2 separate regions of the Sus scrofa genome follow, and region 1 is linked to region 2. The links are chromatin contacts, called in public Hi-C maps. All regions are on one chromosome and are shown on one strand. Each heading gives the region's core, a stretch centred on a gene start, on an enhancer-like site or on the middle of the called end of the contact. The rest is flanking DNA. Distances are from core to core; before and after follow the strand shown. Region 1 overlaps CD96 (CD96 molecule). Region 2 holds the start of PLCXD2 (PI-PLC X domain-containing protein 2).

Region 1 (4,552 bases), core at 963-3,462, 82 kb before region 2:
CTAAATGTTAAATTGTAGAGGTTTTTTAAAAAACTTTTTCCACGGAGCCAAAATATGGGAGAATATTTTGATAAGTGCATGAAGAACCACACATTTTCCTCTTGCCTCAGAATTCTCTATGACCTTGGCTGTGTTGCCTAGCCTGAGTTTTAGTTCTATCATCCGCAAAAGGGGGCAATTATAGTACTGGCCCCATGGTTTTTCTATAAAGTACCAAATAACTTAGCACTGTACCTATGTTCAACATATTAAAAACTAATTTTTAAAGTGTTCATTTTAGGACTTGCCATAATTCTTCAGTTTAGCCAGGCAGAGAGTAAAAACTCATGAATTCACACCAGGTTGATCCAGGGGAGGCTGGTGGGTGGGGAGCTGGTATTAAATGAACATCTACTGAGAATTAGAACTCATGTAAGTGTCTTAGCTCTTTTGATTTACATTCCTTGTTTAATTGTAAGAGTCTACCAAGTTGAAAATCCCATGAAGTTTTAGAAATATTTATAAATATTAGAAAATTTATCAAAGTCTTTTCTTTAAAGAATAAGAAAAAGAAAACTGGGAAAAAATAAGGACTGTACAAGACCCCCTACCAGTCTGTTTCCTGCAGAACAGGCTACCTAGAATCATTATTATCAGGAGTTGAGGTATATTCTCTAACCCCTATCGCCAAAGGCTCCTTTCAGTTAACAAATTGTTCATTCTGTAATCTCCAATTTATAATCTCCAAATTCCTCTGGCTTCCTGGAATTTAAAAAATTTTTTTTCATTCCAGATAAGCCACAAAAATTTTTGTTTGTTTCATGATGATTAGGTTTTATTAATATGTGCTGTCTCTGAGGCATACTTGTCCCTTATTTGATGCTATGACTTAAGTACCTTCTTTGTGTGACTTTCGAGCAAGCTACTTAACTTCATTTTATTCCAGATTATTGTAAGGGAGTAAATAAGGTAAGACTTAAAAGTACTTGGTGCAGTGCCTAAAACACAGTAGATGCTAAGTAAATTTAAGCAGTGCCTAATAATAATATAGAAATTTAGTAGTGGATATAGCATAATATTAATATTGCTTCTCCCTCTTCCATGGGTAGATATTTATTTCATTGGTTGCCTGTAAAGTCTTTTCTCACCTCTCCTCCCATTTGCTCCCTGAAGGCAGACGCTCACGTGCAGGTTCTTGTCCTACCCCTTTATATCTAGGGCCTCTAACATCTCTCAGGATTCCCTGATGCTGTAGGTTACAGGGCACACTTTCCAACAGAATCTATCCTTCCAAACAAAGGAAGAAGTCTTTCCTCCACAATAGTCAGACTCCCAGAAAACGAACAAACAGAAAACCCTATGCCTAATTTTTTAAAAATATCTTTTCTCTTTCAATTAAACAACTCCGTTCAGTCACCCCTACTGCACAATAACGGAAAAGCAGTTTTTTTCATCAGTCACCATCCTCAGCCTCTGACTGCCCTTTTTCAACAACAAAGTGACAGATGGAAATGTTCCAACTGGCAAGACATTTACTGAAAGGCCAAGAATTCTGAACTCCAAGTCATACAAAAGCAGTCCCTGTGCATAGAACAGGAGCTGTAAAACTTAGCTTGTGTTAAAGAACCTGCAGGGGGAGCCTGCCTCCTTAATTGCTGGCCTCCTGCTCTGCAGACGCTGAGTGAAATGCTCTCATCTTTCTTCTGCTGGCACCACCCAATCCTTAGAGCTCCTTTGGGGCCCGTCTCCGAACATAAGCTCTCTCCTTTTCATTTTCTGTACCCTTCCTCATTAAGAAGACTCTTAGGTCCTTCTTTACGTAGGTATAAAGGTATATACTTTGTCCTAAGTGGGTTGTGTTCTCTGCTGATGGTATTATCTGTATATCTCTAGGTAAAGCTGATACCAGTCCTCACTATATTCACCTAAAAGAATTGTGTCTTATGTAAGGGATTCTACAAAGGATATTCTGGGAATATCTGTATAAATTATTTGTCTGCCTTCCTGTTCCCACTAGTTCTGCTCCAAGCCCAGCCTTGAATTCTCTCCCTTATCTAGCTTCCCTTCCCTCTACCCTGAATCTCTTGTTTTTTTAACCAGAGATTCCAAGTCACAGAACTTTGTTTTTCTTATTTCATGACCTCTTCCCCACCTGACACATACCCTTTTCAGTTCCTTCCATTTCTCCTGACCCCTGCGCATAATGATTCATCTGTGGTTTTGAGTCAGACCAGTAGGTTCTCAGCTCTGGCTCCTCTGGGGATCTTTTAAAAAATGCCCTGGGATGAGAGTCATCCCAGAACAACTGTGTTAGAATCTCCACAGAAGATGCTTGTGCATCAGAATGTGTTCAAAGCGACGCAGTTGAAAATATTGAGTTACACTAAAGGGATATAAGGACACAACCCTTCCTCCACCCTTGTGCCCCTCAAGAGTTCCCTCCTCACCAGGCCCTTTTCCCAACCCCTTGACTGACGCTGAACAACACTGTGGCACACCCAGAACCACGTCAGTGAAATTCAGATTAAGGCAAGAATAATGGAGGCTGTTTTTCACAGACCCAAAAATGGATATGGATAGAAACCAAGTAATCCAGCTAAACTCTGTGCTCCAAAATTCCAATTAATGTTTACAGCCTACTCTTTATGTGTCCTCTTTGAAGGTCACACACAGAAATAAGGCAGAAGGATCAGGGCCACAGCTAGGCTGAGGGAAGGAGGTGCCAAGGCACAACATTTAAGGAGGCACTGATTCTCAGGTGCCCAGCCTGCACTTATAAAATCCTGAGGGACCTCCTTAAATTTTGCATCCTAGGAGTCTCTTCTTACCTAATTTTGTTCCTGGCTCCAAGGGGAGCTAAAATGAGACCTTTTCTAAAGGAATTCTGGGAAGAGAGAATTTCTGTGATCACCCAGTTCAGTGAAGATTTGATAAGCAAAACTGATACAGCCTCCTGAGCACATCTTAGCATCAAGATTTCAAGACTTGAAATGAGAATTATGATCAGACATGAGCTCCCAAGGCTTACTTCCGAAATCTCACCCCTGATATACAGCTTATGGAAAGTTATGTAGGGGAAGTTTTAATCGGAAGAGCAGCAATTTTCTATTTGTATTAGGAGAGAATGACTGATTTTTATTTGAAGGTCAAGTGTAATGATACTTTTTCTAGTAACATACTCAGAATCTCTTTTTTTTTTTTTTTTTTTTTTTTGTCTTTTTGCTATTTCTTGGGCCGCTCCCGCGGCATATGGAGGTTCCCAGGCTAGGGGTCCAATCGGAGCTGTAGCCACTGGCCTACACCAGAGCCACAGCAACGCAGGATCCGAGCCGCGTCTGCAACCTACACCACAGCTCACGGCAACGCCGGATCGTTAACCCACTGAGCAAGGGCAGGGACCGAACCCGCAACCTCATGGTTCCTAGTCGGATTCGTTAACCACTGCGCCACGACGGGAACTCCCCAGAATCTCTTAATTTCACTTTCTCATTCATCGTCTCTATTGTTAAAGGTATAAATGAATTCATGCACGTGGAACACCTAGTCCAGAGCTGGCAGAGTTGAGTACTCAAAGCTGGTAACCATTTTGTCTCATCAGGAGGGTAATGGAACGCAGGAAACACTTATCACCCAAGATCACCCCATCAGCAGTTCCACATTTTTTAAAGACAGAGTCAAGCTGGGTACAAACTACACACTCCACCTCTCTCCAGTCCAAATCCACGACGATGACCAGAAGTTCTCTTGCCACATTGTAGTCAGGCCTGGCAAAATCTTGGCGAGCTCCACCACGGTCAAGGTTTTTGGTAAGAGTTTATGTTCTCTGGACTCACTGCCATCCTCCTGTCACTGTCTCCTGCCTTCTCTCCCCTAGAGAGGGAAGCACACTGTTAGCTGGAGAATAGCCACACAGGTGTGGCTATTCTGGAGTTCTGTTTGCCTTGACACTTGTCAGGCATGGTGGGAGTGGGGATGAGGGTAGGAAGCTACAGAATGACAGTTCAGTTAATGGAATAAAATCATGCAGGAAGCCGCAGATTAGTCATTTTCCTGGTAACCACTATCTTATGTGCAATTTTTTTTTTTTTTTTTTTTTTTTTTTTTTGCTTTTTAGGGCCACATGTGCAGCATATGGAAATTCCCAGGCTAGAGGTCAAATTGTAGCTGCAGCTGCTGGCCTACACCACAGCCACAGCAATGCCAGATCCGTGCTGCGTCCATGACCTGCACTACAGCTCACAGCGATGCTGAATCCTTAACCCACCGAGTGAGGCCAGGGATCAAACTCACATCCCCATGGCTACTAGTCAGGTTCGTAACCTGCTAAGCCACGACAGGAACTCCATTATGTGCAATTTTAGTTTCCTAAGAATAGTGGAAGTCTCTTTAATTATAACTGCCAAAGTCCGATTGCTTAGTTGTTAATTGTCTTAGTTGCTTGCTGGAGCAAGGTGGAATAAGGCCAGTGTACAAAAAGGAAGATGATAAAACAGTTCAAAGAAGCTCTGCAGGGTCCCCTCACCCCCAGCAAGGCCAGCTGGGGTGAGAGACTGTCCAGTTTCTCCAGCAAAGG
Region 2 (4,384 bases), core at 1,084-3,583:
CAATGAAATACATATTCTCACCTAGCCATGATGAGCTTGTTTCCTAAGGTGTTTGTTACTCAGTGTGGGCTGCATCAGCTAAAATCATGTTAGAAAAACAGAATCTGGAGTTCCCGTCATGGCTCAGTGATTAATGAATCCGACTAGGAACCATGAGGTTGTGGGTTCCATCCCTGGCCTCGATCAGTGGGTTAAGGATCCAGCGCCTTGAACTGTGGTGTAGGTCTCAGATGTGACTCAGATCCCGCGTTGCTGTGGCTCTGGCGTAGGCTGGTGGCTACAGTTCCAATTAGACCCCAAACCTGGAAATGTCCATTTGCCACAGATGGGGCTCTAGAAAAAGGCAAAAAAACAAAAAAAGAAAAAAGAAAAACAGGATCTCATGCCTATCTCAGACCAACTCAATCAGAACATGGTTGATTTGCACATTAAAGGTTGAAAAGCAGGGCTCTAAGGTACTACCTAGAACCCAGCAGAACACGTTTTATCAAGCATCTCCCTTCTAACAGGTATTTATAGAGCACCTGCTATATGCCAAGACTGTGTTTTCACCTGCAAAATTTCTTCCAGGACCGACTCAAGGTATAGAGAGAGTGTTGCCTTCTTTTGAATGGTTTTCTTAGACAAACCGAAAGCTGTCAGAGGTACAAAACATCTCATTCTGAAGTGGTTCTACTCTTGTTTTCAAGTTCTCACGCAATGATGTCACGAAGTCTAAGGTTTAATGCTTTCTTATTATGCTCCTTCTTTCCATTAAGAGCTGAAAAATAAGGGGAAAAGTCATTGAAATTAGCATTCCACAGTAAAGCTTAAAGAACACATTTTGTTTGCCTTAGGCGGCTTTCATAAAATTTGTGTTTGGTAATTAAAAAAAAAAATTAAGTTAAAGGGAAGCCCAGAAAGATGACATTTCAAAAGTAAATCTTGGGATATTCCTTCATAGTGTGATTTGCGGGTAGAACTGGGGATGAATTTCATTGATTTAAACAGGTAGGTGACATATTCCCACTATGTAGAGCACTACATTGAAGTGCTATTGAAGCATCAGAAGCTCTGTGATAAGTAGTATAGCCTTTCTTTCTATTAACCAAGGCATACTCCTCCAGGAAAAAAAAAAAAAGAAAAACTGGTAATATTACGTAGCTCAAAAGGCTGAAAAGCAGGTTTCAATGAATGTTAATAATAGCCCAGCAGAGGAAATTTAATAAGATGCCAAAAGGAGGCAATAGGCAGCAGGAGTTAGTCCTGGAAAAGTAACTGCATTGCTGCTGTGTAGTTTTACCTAGGACATGGGGTGGGGCCACTGGGCCATTATGTCAGCTGACCTGCAGATCAATCTATACCTATATATAGATTGCAGGTATAGATTGATCTGCAAGTCTTCTGCTGGCACAGGCTGCTGTTTCCTTTTCCCATGAGCCCATCCTGAGCCACTGAAGAGCTGCCTGGCTTGAAGTCCAGGGCCCCACCAAGGTCAGGTTCTTGATTTGCCTGTTTTCCAATTTGTTCCTGTGATTATCACCAACGTGAGACGTTCTCTTAGCATTAGCGATCCTTTGGGTTACAACATGGAAAAGGATCATTTGAAGGTGTAGGGAATGTTGTGGAAAGCAGAGAAATGGGCTGAGCTTGGGGCTCATTCCAAAAATGGAATCTCATTCCAAAATGGGATTTCAAAATAGGCCACCACATGAACTGGTCCCAGAAGGGCCTCTGGCTTTACTGTCTATGAAAAGGGGATCTGATCCGCAACCCTCCCTACTTCTGGGAATGCTGTGAAGAGCAAATGGGACAAAAAATTTGGAAGAAGATTCCAAACAGGCGATGCAAGCATAAAGTATCATTATTTCTTTCTCTGTAGAGGGGTCGTGTGGGTGAATATGAATTAGGTTATGGTGGAGACACAAACCATCCAAATAGGATACACTGCACCTTAGTTTCTTTACCTCTCATATTTCTGCCGCCTCTATGGTTTATAAGGTATGTAATACTCTCTCTGTAAGACAGAGAGAGAGTGTGTGTGTGTGTGTGTGTATTTAGGAGGAAGAAGGAAGAAAGGCTGCGTTTAACATCTGAATGCTGATTCCGTAAAGAAGGCTGTGGAAAGACCTGCCCGACCCTAGACCTGACTGGGCCCAAGCGTGTTGGTTTGCCTGCCTGCAGTTCCTATGGCAGTGGCTGGCTACGCGCAGAAGGCGGGAGTAACGCAGGGGGTAGGCCGGGCAGCGGAGGGGTGGGCGCAGCTCGAAGGGGCAGCCCGGGAGGGCGCGGGCCAATCGGAGCGCCCTCCGTCAGCGACCAATCACTGGCCGCCTCGCCCGGCAAATCTGCCCGGCAGTGCGGGGCGGGGCTGCCGGGAGTCCTGGTGCCGCCGGTTACACTTCTGAGCGCCTTCGGAAGCCACAGGGTAGGGGAACCTGTGCGGAGGAACCGGGGAGAGGTAGCAGGCAGGCCCAGCTTATGTGCCAGCCCAGTGACACACACAGAAGCATAAGTCAGGCTAAGGATGGTGCGTCCGGGCGCTCACGTGTGTATTACAGAACCACCGGCAGGACTATTTGCGATGTGGGCACCTGTCGTGTGAGTGCCTCCGGGCGTGGTTGCTCATGGGACGTTCAGTTTTTGCATGATTTATTTCGAGGGGCCTACCTTCCTCTGGCGTCAGAGGAGGAACCTAAGAAGTTTAGCGGAGCCGGGTTTCAGCAGATTAAGGGAGTAGAACAGCGGCTGGGCCAGAGAGGGTGGGGACTGCAGGTGCTGGGGGCTAGGGAACCACCTATTTGCCCCGTCTCCCCACCTGAAAGGCCTTTTGAGCAGGCTAGCGTGACAAAGGTGGCCCTAAAATGCTCGAGAGCCCGGGCAATGATGATCGCTGAGTGAGTGGCACTGGGCTGAGCCTCAGCAGTTGACTGACAGAGAGGGATGCTAGCAGTTAGGAAGGTTAGGAGGAAACTCAGGATGGGGACCATCTGCTCCCCCAACCCCAGCGGGACAAAGACATCCTTGGAGGTCTGCAATGCTGACTGGATGGCCTCACTCCCTCCTCACCTCCACAACGTACCCCTTTCCCATCTGGCAATCCCAGGTATTCTTCTATTCCTACTTGTTCCCACTGTGTTTGCTTCTGCCATTTTAGTGTTGTTAATGGGTTGGGCTGCATTTCCATTGTGCTGAGAAAGTAATTGTCAGTGACCTTAACTAAACCGCTTTTTATTTCCAACCAAAAACTTAACACTGATGCGGCTGCTGTAAAGAGATTTAAGTCCTCTGCATCATTGGACTTAAGAGGACTCAAGAGAACAGAAGCACCATTTTTTGTTTGTTTGTTTGGGTCTTTTTGTTTTGTTTTTACTTGAAAGCCTCATTCTAAGAACATTAACTTCTTAATTGTGGGACCAGGGTCTGTAAGAGGTTCGTTTACTTGAAATCACTCAAAAAGGAGATATCAAGGGTAATGAATATAAAGTCATTAACAATTTTAGATCTGGATCAAAATTAATACTGTAGGGTATTTCCTTTCTCATTTATCTGACCTTGCCTAGTGGGGAGAGAAACAAAAAATGGATTAGCATTAAGAATAGGTTCAGAACCAGGACTGAGTATAAAAACACATATTTTTGTTGCTGAAAAAGCCAGAAATAGAGAATGCAGGTGCTCATCACAGGCAGTCATTAGGTGTGATAAGGTGGTGGTGTTTGAAGCTTTGTCTCTCTATGTATATACACAGATGTCTGCCTGGCTGATCTAGAACTGAAGCCTTGAAAAGCACTTCTGCACCAGCCACTTTTCCGCTCCTGGGGGTTTTGTACCATGACATCACTCTCATTAGATTTGTTAAATGTGTCCTCTTCCTTCCTCCCAATAGCTGGTTAAAACATGGTTTCTAGGGAAGGAGGTTTGGACTACAGGGATCTTGGTCTCTTGTGCTGGGCAAAGTCCTGGATTCTGATACTTGGAAAGCACTCCTAGGAGCAGGAGATGGACCAGTGCCAGTCCTCTCTCTCACCTGGAGGCATAACAATTGACTTCACCCCTAGACTTCCAGACAAACTCCCAAGCATCCCTGGGAGCAGTCAGCTTTTTGGTGGCAGACAAGATGACCTCATGCAACCCCAGATCTTTGCTTTCTATGCATGAGAAAGAGCCAGGCTGGCTTCAGATGCAGCCTTTCCTTCCTTGCCTCTTCTTTTGGAGGTCTTCCAGGTTCATTGTCCTCATGGGCTCTTGTTGCTTTTGAGCAAGGAGAGAGTTGCTGAATATCTTTATAGTTATGATCACTTGTGTTTTATCAGCCATTGACTACAGCTCCTTGGGAAATGCCAGATGGTTGTGCTTCAGAACACGTCTTTTCCATGTTTAATTGACGCCTGTGGAGTCATCCCTG

What was found. A called contact is a pair of places that touch in the nucleus more often than the background predicts.
Region 1: a contact with region 2 is called in a Hi-C map of embryonic fibroblasts, with 2.1 times the contacts expected there. The contact joins the enhancer-like site here to the promoter of PLCXD2 in region 2. A contact is called at or near these places in 1 of 5 promoter capture datasets (liver), 4 of 47 Hi-C or Micro-C datasets (embryonic fibroblasts, fibroblasts and subcutaneous adipose tissue) and 1 of 2 datasets of contacts at active chromatin or transcription factors (alveolar macrophages).

What each region holds. Positions count from the first base shown.
Region 1 is chr13:148,167,446-148,171,997 of Sscrofa11.1, reverse strand. It overlaps CD96 (CD96 molecule), which reads left to right. Exons shown (of 14, transcript NM_001243480.1): 4 at 3,578-3,785. Among named protein-coding and RNA genes, the nearest start is that of ZBED2, 13 kb to the right of the region's middle. Within about 2 kb of position 2,212, at least 11 of the 83 cell types and tissues checked have an H3K27ac peak or open chromatin away from gene starts, as enhancers often do. A contact at or near this core is called in alveolar macrophages and embryonic fibroblasts, where this site is marked.
Region 2 is chr13:148,085,715-148,090,098 of Sscrofa11.1, reverse strand. It overlaps PLCXD2 (PI-PLC X domain-containing protein 2), which reads left to right and starts at 2,333. Exons shown (of 4, transcript XM_003358819.4): 1 at 2,333-3,085. The coding sequence starts at 2,923.